Linked DNA regions of Rattus norvegicus: region 2 is linked to region 1. Evidence: chromatin contacts called from public Hi-C data. All regions are on one chromosome and are shown on one strand. The core of a region is the stretch at or near the end of the contact, and the rest is flanking DNA. Distances in the headings are between cores, read along the strand shown.

Region 1 (7,032 bases), core at 1,680-4,179:
ACTAAGGACCTTGCATCAGAGACAACGGCTGCTAGTAGTGCCTTGTGCTGAAACCAGCTCAGAGGAGCTGGCGTTTGCCCTTTATTAGTGGGAATATTCTACTCTATTACCGTCTCAGAAGACCCCTAACTGAAAAACTGTGCCCCATGTGGGGTTCTGCTGGAGCTTCAGATTTTTTTCAATGATTCTTCCAAAATGCAAAATATGATTTTAGAAATATACTAGACTGAACCTGTTTTCATATTATTTCACTTCATAGTCATAATAAAGGTGCAAATGATTCGGATTCAGATAATACCATGATGCTATCTGTCTTCAGAACTTTTCTGTAGACAGATTTTTCCATATCTCTGCTTTGGGTCCATTTACTGATTTTGATTCCTAGAGGCAGCAGAACCTATTATTTAGCCTAATGATGTTTCCCTAAGTTTAGGCGTTAAGGGAAATGCAGAAGCCAAGTGCTCCCACGTGCTTTTTTTTCACGTAGATATCACCAGACCGTTTAAAACTTTACGTAATCACTGAGATGATGAATGGGAAGGCTCTCTGCTAACTCGGCTTTTTAATCTCATTTTGGGATATGCCAAATCATGGAGAGAAAGAAAACGGAAAAATAAGGGAAAACGAATTATTGCTTGACTACGTTACTTTTGCTAGAACTTGGAAGGGTTTTTGATTTCTGGAATTTCAACTGGAGGTGGCAAAGACTGGGTTTATGGAAGTCTTCCAGCTTTAGCATCCAGGTCAGAACTCTCTTTTAAACTTACCTGTATTCGAGTTAACAGGAAAAATAAGGAAAAAAAAAATGGATCTACTGGCTTAACGCAATGGAGACTCCCCAGGCCTGGAGTAAAACCAAAACAAAGCAAACAAAACCAAAATAACTCCTTTCAATAAGTTATTAAACACATATACCTTGGCAATTATATCAATAAAGGCCAGCCCTGTACACGTGTATGTATACAATCAAAGTCCTCTAATTACCCTGAAAACCCTCTTTCCTCCTTTTGTAGCTGAGGAAACAGGTTCAGAGATTAGATAGTGCATTTGGTCATATGGCACATGACCCGGGAGCAGAAGGGGCTGCACGCCCTACCTTGATTATGTGTATATTTAGGGTGAATTCTATGGTTTTCTATAATGAACAATACAGTTTTTTTTAAAATAACAACTATTTTCACTGTCCTGCAGTAAACTTGCAATGATATTTGTTACCTGAAGACTCACACACAAAAAGTGTGTGTGTGTGTGTGTGTGTGTGTGTGTGTGTGTGTGTAGGGGCAGGGGTAGAGGGAAACTTCAGTCACCTCTGCCTTAAAGGGTAGCAGTGTTTGGCAGGAAATAACAGAATAGTATTTTTGCAACCTAGTCTTCCAAATTCTATCATTCCGAATACTCCTTTGACTTGTGACATCTGAGCAAAGAATATGAGTTCACTGTAAACTTCATCATATTATGAAACTTCATAAATGTTTAACAGCTGTATAAAGTTTTATTGTGTAAGTGTGCCCTGTTAACAAATCATATGAGGTTCTTCTTTTTTCCCCCAAGACAAGGTTTCTCTGTGTAGCCCTGCTGTTTTTGGAATTTATTCTGTAGTCCAGGTGGTCTTGAACTCAAGGATCTTCATGTCTCTTTGCTGGGATTAAAAGCAGCACCACACCTGCAAGATTCTATTAGAAACATTGCAGCAAACGTTCACTTATAACGCCGCGCACAGCTTTTTTATCCTAAGAATGTCTAGAAACGGAATTACGGGTACAAAAGATATGGCACACTTTTTTTTTTCTTTTCTTTTTTTCGGAGCTGGGGACCGAACCCAGGGCCTTGCGCTTGCTAGGCAAGTGCCCTACCACTGAGCTAAATCCCCAACCCCGATATGGCACACTTTTAATATTCAGTTTTGGCGTGGGTTATATTTTACTTCTCTCCGTAGCGAACTCCAAATGGCAGGTTATCTTCTTTTATCTTTGCTTTGATTGAGTGTATGATCATTCTAGCCTGAATCTTGGAAGAAAAAAAAAATCCAGAACCGACTGTTATCTTTACCTCTTGTTTGACTCCATCTTCACTCAATTCCAAGGTTTTTTTTTTTTTTTTTTTTTTTTTTTTTTTTTTTTTTTTTTTTTTTTGGAGCTGGGGACCGAACCCAGAGCCTTGTGCTTTTTTTTTTTTTTTTTTTAAACTAGGAAACGCACAAGTCTCAAGTTCATCTGCTCTTAGACTTCTTTTTTTTCTAAGATAAGGTTCACGAGCAGTATTAGTTGGGTCCTTTAGAGGTCACGATCTTATTCAGGGACATTGGATCATGATCAATGTAACTAACTGGACTTTTAAGCGACTTTCCTCAAGGTTGCTTAAGTTCTAACAGCCTCTAGGTTCCTAACCTGGGCTGCACTGGTGCTGAGCCGCAGAAGGGTCAAGCTCAAGTTGTCTGCCGTAGCAGACACCCTGGAGGGCCAATGCGGTTCCGGGTAGTGCACAACTTGCTTTCTTTGAGGTGTCTGCCCTTCTAACCCTAAGGTCCTCGGTCTCTCAAGGCCACTGGAAGCCGCTCGGGGCAGAGAAAGTAAGTTTCGGTGATTACTCTGCCCTCCCAGCGCCCCGGGCTGGTTTCTTATGAAGGGGTGGGCGGGGACACCGCTGCTCTTCAGCCTCTGGCTGGGAGCTTAGTCTGGTCTCCAGCGGACTGGAGGCTGAGGGAGCCGCCGAGGCTCCGCCGGCCGCAGCGCGTTTCCGCCCACCCCTCCCCCAGCACACAGGAACCAGGACTCTACTGAGTCCCGCGCTTCTCTGCTGCCCTCCACCGGGGGACTGCCTTTTATAGGCGCTCCGGCCAATGAGCGCGCTCCTTTTCCTCTGCCCGCCCTCCCAGCCAATCGCCGCTCCCCTGGTGTAATCTTCGGCTCCTCGGCTGCTCTCGGCGATTTTCGCTGTTGCTGGCTTTTTCAGTAGCTGCTCGCTCGCAGCCCAAGACGCTGCTTTTTTTTTTCCGGGTTCGGAGCCATTCCGGATGCTTTAGGCTGCCGGATGTCTGATCTCCGGATAACTGAGGCGTTTCTGTACATGGATTATCTGGTAGGTGCGGGGCGCGGGCGGCATGTCGCCCCTCGGATCTCGCGGTGGCCCATGGCCCCCTGCTTGGAGCAGCAGCCTCTCGGCTTTCTTTCTTTGGGATGGGATGCCTTGAGTGGCTTTCTCCCAGGGCTGGCTCTGAGGGGCGGCGTCCGGGGAGAGGCCGGGCTGACAGGTAAAGGCGCGGCAGGGACCGGCGGGACTGCGGGAGATGGGGCCACGCTCCGCGCGCCTCTCCGCGCTCCCGGCGCAGGACTTTCTTTCCGGGGAAGCTGGAGTTTTCCGCTCTCCCCTTAGCAGAACTCCAGGTGCTATTAAAGAGCCATAAGAAGAATAGCTCTCTAAGTGCCCGGCAGGTCTGGTCATTTGGTTGTTATTAGATCTCTAAAGGAATGACCTGGGTCGTGGCGGGATTTTAAAAACACATTACCAGAAAGTAGACTGGACTAAACCACATTGCAACCCGGCCTGAGCAGGATTGGGCAGGGACAGGCATTGCCCCACGGCTCTGGTTGTGGTGCACGCTGCTGTTGTGCATGGTGTGCACGGTTTGGCAACCGGTTTTAGATCAGCCCTGTGCTGGGAAGTTTAGGTGGAAAAAGTTTTTTTTGCACAGCGTAGGAACGGGACACTTATACGTGTTTCTAGAATTGTGCAAGCTCGTGTTTTGTTCCAGAAATTGTATTTCCACAGAGCTGCCTGTTTGTGGTCAAGCAGATCCTCTTTGACGTGAACTGTGTTCAATCCTAAACAATTACTGTGTTGATATTGTTAGAACGAACCGCTGTTACCATGCAGAGCTGAAGTAGATGGTTAGAAGCGTTGGCCCTCCTGTCATCCTGTAGGACACATGGTTTTCCACTGCAGATTGGCCTGGCAGAGATTTGCTAGTGCCTTCTAGGAATTACACTTAAGGCTGTACGGAGAAAGACTGACTACTTTCCAGATCAGGAAAGAGAGGGCTGCGTTGTAATGTTACCTGTGTGAGGCTTTATTTAGATCTGGGTAGGAACTGGCAAGGATGGAGACCAGTTATGGCACGACCTTGAGAACGGAGCCGAAATCAAAGAATCTCAGTTGGAATCTGGCTTTGCTGTTTATGTATTTATGGTAGTAACGTGTATATTTGTCATAAAGGGGCGTTACCACTGTATCAGGTTAAGTGAGTTATCTGTTTGGGAACATTCTTTATGTGCCCTGTAGGTTGATAACTCTCAAGTGTGTCCAGAAGGCTATTTTGAAAGTTGAATGGTCGATTGATTTGTAGTTCATCCCATACCATGCTATGGTTATGTCTTGTAATCTGCCTCACAAAAAGCTAGTTTGGTGAGAAAAATTACCAAATAAGAAGAAAGTATAGGATATCTTACTTGTACTGCTAGTTTTGAATACATAGCGATTCAGGGAGGAATTCGGGGGTTCTCGTGAACTGCTGAGACCGTTGCAGGACTGCAGCACATAGCCGTCTTTAAGGTACCAGGCCCACTAAAAGAACTGTGGGAAAACAGAAATACAAATTACTCAGGTTAACTTCCATCTCAACACGGGTTCAGGATAGGTGGATGAATAATGGTAGGCATAAGGTTACACTGGGAGTGTAGGTCACAGTCTCTGAGCTCTGGGTTTGACTTTGACTTGGCCTGTCTGTTTTACCTGTTTTGCTCCAGTACCTTGTTTGGCTTTCGTCTAAAATCATTGTTTTGTCACTTTCCGTATGCTTTCAAAAATTCCTCAGTGTGGAAGTAACTGCCCCATAAAAGTCATTGCCTATACTGGGGGGTGGGGTAGGGGTGGGGGTGGGGAGAAAACAAAGTCTTAAAGGAGACAGGTCAGGTTTTATGAGTGTGTTAGGTATCTCTGTGAAAACACTAAAGAAAGTCCTTCACTACTAAATGGACCAGAGAGGAAAAAACAAAGTCCGGCCTTCCCCAGATAGCTTTACTGTGCTGTTTCGTTGATCCACTCTTAGAGAAGACAGTGAGCTATACCGCTTTTTTCCTCATTCACACAGTCTTTGCCTGGTGTCTGTTTAAAATCCCATTTCTGAAAAAAAAAAAAAAAACAAACCAGAATCGATTTGACTGTGCTTGGCATCTTATTAATCGATTCCTAAGTCCTTTTATTTCCCTTCCAGGAGGGGGAAAAGGTTTCTTTCATTCCAAGTTGGACAGCAGGCTTTGCTGAGGGGACTGGAGTGAGCGCTCTGTTCACACCTGTCAGGAGTAATGGAGTGTCATCTGTCCTGGTGTGTTGTCTGTCCTGGTGTGTGGTCTTTTCTTCTCTTTAAATAGTGCTCTGTATTTTTGTTGTTATGTTGGAAAGAAAAGCTGTTTGTGGAGGTGTTGCCCATTGTTCTTTATTTGGGTGTCACAGTTAACTTGTTTTATTTGGAGGAGAGGAGTCCAAGGAAGGCAAAAAGAGGTAGAGGGTGTGTGTGTGTGTGTGTGTGTGTGTGTGTGTGTGTGTGTGCGCGCGTGTGTGTGCGTGTGTTCGTTGCGTGCGTGTGTGGGTGGGTGAGTGGGTGTGTGGGTGGTGTGTGCATGGACTGCGCGAGTGTGTGTGTGCACGTGTGTGTGTGCACGTGTGTGCGCGTGCATGTGTGTTGCGTGCATGTGTGTGTGGGTAGGTAGGTGGGTGGGTGGGTGGGTGTGTGGTGTGTGCATGCTATTTTTAATAACTTCTGATAGGACTGATTGGTAAGACAGATGAAGGAAGCTCTCTGATCTTAGGAGTTACAGTTAATTTCCTCAGTGGTCTTAGGGGTGACAGCTGAGGTGAAGGAAGACAGAGGTTTCATTAATCTTGGTTCAGGGAAAGAGGGACACCTTGCAAATCCTAAATAATTACATGTTACACCGGGTACTGTGCCTGACTTGGTGCCTGGCATGGAGGTAGAGCGTGGGATTCCATTTTGATGAATGAATGTGAGGCGGGAGCGGTAACTCTGTTCCCCTCAGGCTTCTAAACCGGGACAAGATAGTATCTGTTTGGATTAGGTATTTTGATTTTTGGAATGCAGGATGTATCCTTTACACTTAAGATGATCAAGATAGAATTTGTTTAGCAATTTAAACATAAAAGTCTTATCTTTTCTAGATAATGCGGGTGCCATCGGAGGAGGTCATATCTCTTTCCTTTTTCTCTTGAGCAAGTTTCTAAGTCACGTTCTAACCAGACAGGTATATGATTCAGGATTTAGCTGTCACCAACAGACAGCATAGCCCTCTCTCTCTCTGATGGGTTAAGGCAATGTTGAGAGCTTTATTAAGAGCAAGAACAGGATGTAACTTATAATGAGAGAATGATACTGTATTAGGGTTCTCTAGAGTCACACAAGTTATGGAATGAACCTCTACAGAAAAAGGGAGTTTATTGGAATGACTTATAGACTGCGGTCCAACTAACCCAACAGTGGGCAGCTGTGAACAGAAAGTTCAAGAATCTAATACTTGCTCAGTCCCACAAAGCTGGGTAGCTCAGCTGGTCTGAATATGCTGGAATCCTGAAGAGGTAGGCTCCAGTGCAAAGAACACCACCTTTCCTCTTCCACACCCTTATATAGACTTCCAGCAGAAGGTACAGCCCAGATTAGAGGTATGTCTTTAGATGTGGATTAAAGGGATGTGTCTTCGCACCTCAAGATTTGGACAGAAGGCGTGTATCTTCCTACCTCGAAGGTCCAGGCTAGAAGTGGATTCACATACTTTAAACCAAGTAGAGAGTCTCTCGCAGGTGTGTCATCTGTTTCTGGATTGTAGTTCATTCTAGATATAGTCAAGTTGACAACCTTCACAGAACTATTATGAATTTCTATCTGTGGAGGCCAGACAGGGTCAACTTTTATGTTCCTTTTAGTTCAAAATGTTTTTGCCTTGTATGTCAATCTGTGTGGATTTCAACCATTCCTCTTTGTATCACTAACACAACAACATTAACGTTGGTTATTTTCTATATAAT
Region 2 (7,032 bases), core at 2,074-4,573, 69 kb after region 1:
ACTCTATTCTGGGGGCTCGTTTTCAATAGAAGAATTAAGAATCAGAGTTTCAATTCATTGCCGTCAGATGGAGCTGTGCTTCCTCAGTAAGTTCTGAGGTTAGAAGGGTGTTCATGTGTCTGGACTCAGTGGCACTGCATCTGATCAGTCCTTTGAGATGATTCAGACCGTGAGAGACCCTTCCTTGCTAAGGACCATCTTTTTTGGTTTGCTTGGCCCAGGTCAGCCTTAGTTGTCGTAAGGGCACAGCCTAGAGTCTGAGAGAAGCTGCTTCAATCAAGTAGTTGCCCACATCATGTTGGCCTGTAAGAGAATCTATGCAGGACTGACTTCCTTCTTAGTGCATACAGGGGCCCTTACATACTGGACAGTATCATACATAAACAAACGGCCCTGGGTTATGTTAGAAAGGTGACTGGATATCACTGCCCTTAGTTAAGTGGCCCGGGGTTAGATTGGATTGTGACCTGGAAGTGCTTAAGCCAAACACACCCTCTCCTTCCATTGTTATTATTGATCAGAATCTTGCCATAGCAACAGAAAGGAAAATACCATGGTCTGTAAATATTTCCTAATAGCCTGTTGTAGGCATTAAGGACTTATTAGCAGACTAGACACAAGTGCTGTAGCCATGGTGTGTGGCACACCTCTACCAAACACTTGTGAGGCAACGTGTGTTGGGGGTTCCAGAAAGGACGAGGGTAAAGTGTTGTGTGACACCCAGTGGACCCCAGTGGGGACTTTTTGGTGCCTTCTCATTTTGGAAGTGACCCTCTCTATATACCAGTATAAAATAAATTCAAGGTAAATCTAAAATGTGAGGATCTGGTGGTACCTATTGAGATAGATCATCGAGTGGCTTCTGTGTGGCAAAGCACCAAAGACCGTGGGTGGGTGTTACATCAGTTAGAGTTAGGTTTGGAAGGAATACTCTGAGGTGTGTGTGGGCTTTCAGGAGCCCAGCCTTCTCAACTGTTGCTTCAGTATCCATAGTGCTTGGTGGAAACCTTGTTGTCCAGAATAACCGCTCAAGCTCAAGATGACATGCCCGTGTTTCAGACTTCAGGAAGGAAGAAGGACGGACAATAGTCTGCCCGTCTTGTTTAAGGAAACAACCCTCGGTCTCCATCCATTTGTGTTCTCAGAATTCAGAGCATAAACAAATGGTCACGCTTAGCTGCAGATAAGACCGAATACATTTTCCCCACTGGGCTGTGTACTCAAACTTCCCCTGTCTAGCGGAAGAACCTCTTGCGACCCCAGAAAAACCAAAATACCTCATCAGTATCTGTGGGAGGAAGGAAGGCTGGTCGCACAGTTATATTCGCTTAGCTATGCTAACATTTGCGTAGAAAGGAGATTTTTGTCTTATTACACACAAGCCTGTGACTGTAGAGGTGATACTCGAACTATACTTGTATTGTTTTGTTTGCTTGCTTGGTTTTGTTTTGCCGTTGTTTAGACAACAGAGCTAGTCGCTTCTAGATTACATCGTACGGAATCTTCAGAATCGTATTAATAAAAGCACCCTGCCTCACCGCATGATTAATTTCATACTCAGTGATAGTTGTGTGGCTACCCTTAGTGTCTGTTTTATAGCACACTGGCATACACGCCTGTATGCTGTCTCCATCAGGCAGGGTACTGCAGGATGGAACCAACCCTCCCAGCTCTGACCACAGAATCCTGGACTTGGATCTGGTTCTGTGTCCTCTTCAGAAGAATCATCTACAGCCCTAGGAAGGAGGCCCCAAGGCATTGGACTTGAGTTGGGTATTGATGCTGTGAGTGAAGTTAGGGTCCAGTGCTGATGTCTGTAAACCACCTGTCCAGCCCGAGAAATGCCCTTGATTTTATCCCAGTGACCTGGTGTCCTTGAGAGTGATTTGGAAAACACTGTAACATTTACTCAAGGATTTTCTTCCTCTTTGAAGTGGCGCTTGGTCTGTGAGGTTGGCTTAATGTCAAGGTGAAATTCCTGAGTAAGAACTGCTAAAGAATATGAATTTGTAACGACTTTGAGATGACCAAAAAAAAAAAAAAAAAAAAAGATGGCCTCTAGTGCCCAATAAAGCCCTCCCTGGGGAAAGTGGCCACACACTGGTCTGGTCACAAAGATTTTGTATTCTGTTTGTTTTAGAAGTCAGGGGGTTTGGGGACACCACCCGGCAGTGTCCTCTTTCCCTCCTTGCTCCCTGTCTTTCGTCGTTGTGTATTGTAGAACCAGTCCTGGGGTGAAAAGTTTTCTACCTCGGAATTTGCAGCTGGGCCTGCTGGACTCACTTGTAATACCTCTGGAAAGCAAAGGGTCACCAGCCGCAAGGCTGGGTTTAGCTCTAGCCACCACATGTCAGGTTGCTTTCTCTTCTGCCATCCAAGTGCTTTCCAACGGTCGTTAAACTCAGGGATAAAGTAATGACTGTGACAGCAAGGATTAACAGAATAATTATTTGGGAAGAGTAATCAGGTAGTCTTTGAATCCTGGTCCCCAACCAGAAGAATGCACCAATTTTGGGGCTGGAGAAGTGGCTCAGCTGTTAAGAGCTCTTGCTTTTTCTTGCAGAGGACTCAGTTCATTTCCTAAAATCTACAGACCGCTCACCAAGGTCCCCTAACTTCAGTTCTAGGGGATCCGATGCCCTCTTGTGGCCTCCTCGGGAACTGCATGAAAATGGTGCGCACACATATATACATGCATGCAAAGCACCCATACATAAAAGTAAAATACATAAATCTTTTAATAAAAATTCTATCTTTTTTTTTTGGTTCTATTTTTCGGAGCTGGGGACCGAACCCAGGGCCTTGCGCTTCCTAGGCAAGCGCTCTACCACTGAGCTAAATCCCCAACCCCCATAAAAATTCTATCTTATAAGCTACCACTACTTTAGACCTATGCTCTTGTGATTTCATTTTATTTTATTGCATTTAAAATGTAAATCCAATGAGAATTTGTTTAAGACTCAGCTTAATTTGTGGGGACTGTGTTTGCCATCTTATTTGTGGGATTCTTCTTATTTTAATATCGTTTTATATAATCCATTTCCATGTTTTTAGAAATACATGCCAGCATAAAATCCCAGATAGACACTCTGACTTCATAGATAGAGAAGTTGGGAAGTAATAAATACCAAGGGAGGTCAGAATGTGTCTTAAAGAAGAAGCCTGTTGAACTGTTTCCCACGTAACGTGAGTTTGAAACTTCATTGTCACTCCAACTGGGCCACACGCCATGCATTGCTCACTCTGACTTTAGTTTTAAGTTCTGCCTGTTAACAAGGGGTGTGCCAGTTCCATTTTCTTGAGGCAGTTGAGCTGACTGATAGGAAGTAGCAGAGTCATAGGAAATGAATTTCTAAACTTGTGGTAATTGTAGGCTACACATGGGGTATGAGGTGAAAGAGTTTTGATTGCACAAAGAGATCCTGTTGTAGGAGGTGCCAGCCAATGTTGTGATCGGAGGGGGGACACATCATGAAGGGCCAGGAGAATTTCATAGGAAGTGTGACCTGAGAGGATTGCCTTAGCTCTGTCTGGCTGTTTAAACTGACTCAGAAAGAAATACTTGTTTTGGGAGCTGCTCCTCAAGTCACAGGTGGAAGGATGTGCCCCCTGGTGGCTTCTGTGTGGCAGTACCACTGAATGTTTAGTTCTTCACCTCTAGCCGAGCGTAATGAAGCCAGTTCTCATCGAAGCATTGTGTTCGTTAAGTTGCAGTAGCGGAAGCTAGTGTACAAGAATTCCAAGTTCAAGGCCAGACGATATCTCTGTGATAGTATTACGGCTATTTATAGATCCCAGAATTTAAGAGTAAACAAGGAATATACTCTTTCATCCAGGCAGACAGTAGAAATCGGACTAGATTAGCTGTCCCTGCCAGGTTTTAAGTGTGGCAGGGAGGGCTTCTATGCCACCCATGCCTGTGTCCTCACTGTGGGAGTTAGACAGTGAGTTTCTTTGATAAAGACGTCCCACAATTTTAAAATCAAATAGACCATTTCTACTGTTATTCAGTCTTTTGGTATCCTTGTGAACTAACTTGAATTGTTTTTATTTAGGAAAAACAATAGTGTTCATAATACACTAAAAATTTCCTTTCCTATTTAATTATTTTTAATTAAAATTGCTTATAACCTTTAAACAGTAAAAAGAAAATCTGTCACTCCTTTTCTGTTAATATATAATTCCTCCTCTCAATAAATGTACGCTTCCATAAATCTGGATGTATGTGTTCTAAAGATATAACTCAACCCATTACTCAATAGCCTATAACTATTTTTCAATCTATTTTAATAATAATTTAATAATCCCATTATTTATTACATTTTCTGGTATTATGCATAAAGCCGAGTATCTTTTTCTCACCTATGTCATTTAGAGAAACTTGCATAGATTTATTTTTTTTGACATTAGCCTAAAAAGTCAACCAAAGGGACTCCTCAAGCCTTGGCTCTAACTTTCCAAGGGCTTTGCAGGTCTCATAGCTGTGAGTTGAGGGCCATTTTAATATCTGGAAGTTGGGTTAATAATCACCTGTATTCTATGTTAGCATTAATTAGCCCTTCTAAGCACTTAAGGCATATTTGCTCCATTAGGGAAACATGATTTGGCGGATTATTTGGGATAGCTAATGCTATTGTCACTGCTATTTTTGGTCAGCCTAACTTGCTATTCTTGGTTGTCAACTTGACTGCATGGGTCTGGGAACACCTGCCCCATTTTTTTTTTTTTTTTTTTTTTAAGATAAGGTTCCTTTTGTAGCCCTGGCTGTCCTAGAATTCTGTAGACCAGGCTGGCCTGGAACTCAGAGATTCGCCTGCCTCTGCCTCCCAAGGACTGGAACTAAAGGTGTGGGACGCCACCACCCAGCTGAGTGCTTCTTTCTTTTTGGAAGTGGGAAGACCCACTTTTAATCTGGGTGTTTTGAGGTGAGAAGATCTCCCTCTAGTCTGGATTCCACCTTCTGCTGGCAGCCGATAGAAAGGACAGGGGAGAAGGAGGCTCCTGATCTTTGCCGGCTCTCTCTGTCTCACTAGCGAGTGCATTCCCTCACCGGCATGAGAACCCACTTCTTAGGGATTCTGGTGTATACTGCAGACTGGCTGAGGAATCCAGCCTTGTGGACTGAACAAGTTCTGCCCTCTTGGGACTTGTATTGATAGACAGCTATTGCTGGGTCTCAGCCTGTAAGTGATTCTAATGAGTTCCTCTGTGTGTGTGTGTGTGTGTGTGTGTGTGTGTGTGTGTGTGTGTGTGTACCCAGAACCCTGACTAAATGCAATAGTCAACCCGTAAGAATTTAAGAAGGAAGGGCTTGATTTGTGATCCCATGTTCCTATTAGCATTTAATTATTGGTAACTCTCATAAGAGTTAGTCTCACATTTTCTTAGTTCTTAAGTCATACTACGAAAAAAAAAAGTCACTCATGCCCCCACATTCGGGTCATATTTGAGCCTTCTGTTGTAAGGTGCCAGCTGCTAGCAATCCAGACAGGTCTTGCGTTCTCTGAGTTTATTAAGGTCCACTAGAGGGCGCCTTTCACTTCTTTGGGAGTGGGCTGGGGGATGTAAACCAAGTTTAAGTGTAGAATTCTATTTTGCTTTTTTTTGGGGAGCTAGCCCTGTTAACTGTCAGAGTAAATTCACTCCAGTTCTTAACCTGAGGCACGAGGGGACTGTCGTGTATGGCCATCAAATCGGTAGGATTGGTGGTGGATGTTGCGATGTGGAGTGGAGATGGTTATGGAATCCTGGTGGCTAAGAGGAGCTGATTTCAATTTTAAGGAGCCCTTTGTACCAGAAGCTATTGTAGTCTCTCTCTCTCTCTCTCTCTCTCTCTCTCTCTGTGTGTGTGTATGATGGTGATAAAACCTTGGTTAATTGAAGGGACCCAGAGAAGTATGTGCCTCCAAATAATTCCCAGGGGAGTAGGGGGGACAGGGGACTGTTAAGAGCCTTTTCCCTGTCAAGTGCTATCTTCTAGCACCAGCTGTCTGTAGGGAGGGAGGATGAACCAGAGAAGGCACACCACTAAGAAGAGAGAATACATTTCCACACAGCCACTTGGAGGAACCGTCCTTGGGTTTTTTGTTTGTTTGGTTTTTTTTTTTAAAGGTTTATTTATTTATTATATATGAGTCCACTGTAGCTGTCTTCAGATACACCAGAAGAGGGCATCAGGTCTCATTACAGATGGTTGTGAGCCACCCTGTGGTTGCTGGGATTTGAACTCAGGACCTCTGGGAGGGCAGTCACCCTTAACCGCTCAGCCATCTGTCCAGCCCATTTTGCTTTTCTTGAAACAGGGTCTCACCGTGTATCTATATGCTGGCCTAGAACTCATGGACATCTGTGCATCTCCACCTCCAGAGTGCCAGGAAGGAAAGCATATGCACCATGCCCTGGCTGGCCAATTCCTTTGTAAACCGAATCTGTCTGTCTTGATTCAAAGCTCCCTCTTGCTGTACCTTGCTCAGGTAACACTTGCCCAGGAGCTTCCAAGCCACCCTTTGCCTTCATTACAATGATTGTACAAAGGCATCAGGAAGACACAAGACTTGCGGCTCAGTTCCCAAGGTTTTTATCTGTGGATGGGATCTGGTAATGTTCCAGGAGGTCCTGGATACATTCGTAGAGACATAGCCTTAGCCAAGTCCTTCTGAACCCGGGTTGTGTGTGAGAAGCACCCCAGCTCTCGTCGGCAGCACAGCTTAGGCCCCGCCCTAAAGAGCATTATAAAACAGAGAGGCTAGCAGGACAAATCCGATCAGTGAGATGTGACAGATTCCTTTGGCTGCAGTTGTTCTTAGTTAAATAAGAAAGGCCCAAATCAGATTTCTGCCTGTGAAACTGTGCTCCGTATTGTTTGCATCTTGCTTTTATAGGTTATACTCTGTTATACCAGCTCTTCCTAGTTCTCCAATAAAGTAAATTCCCCTTTCTGGTTGTCTAAGGTTCTGTGCTCTCAGGATTTCCTAGCGTATAGCCTTCCTGCAGTTAGCCACCAGGGGGCGGTACAGTCGGCCAAATTCTGTG

The links. Hi-C and Micro-C count contacts between places; a contact is called where the count stands out from the background.
Region 2: a contact with region 1 is called in a Hi-C map of kidney, with 3 times the contacts expected there. The contact joins the enhancer-like site here to the promoter of Arl15 in region 1. A contact is called at or near these places in 8 of 12 Hi-C or Micro-C datasets (the A7r5 cell line, Schwann cells, frontal cortex and 4 more).

The regions. Positions count from the first base shown.
Region 1 is chr2:47,168,459-47,175,490 of GRCr8, forward strand. Arl15 (ADP-ribosylation factor like GTPase 15) reads left to right here and starts at 2,930. Exons shown (of 5, transcript NM_001399590.1): 1 at 2,930-3,078. The coding sequence starts at 3,031. It also overlaps the pseudogene Blvra-ps1.
Region 2 is chr2:47,236,853-47,243,884 of GRCr8, forward strand. The region is part of intron 1 of Arl15 (ADP-ribosylation factor like GTPase 15); the gene reads left to right. It also overlaps the pseudogene Blvra-ps1. Among named protein-coding and RNA genes, the nearest start is that of Arl15, 69 kb to the left of the region's middle. Within about 2 kb of position 3,324, at least 3 of the 93 cell types and tissues checked have an H3K27ac peak or open chromatin away from gene starts, as enhancers often do.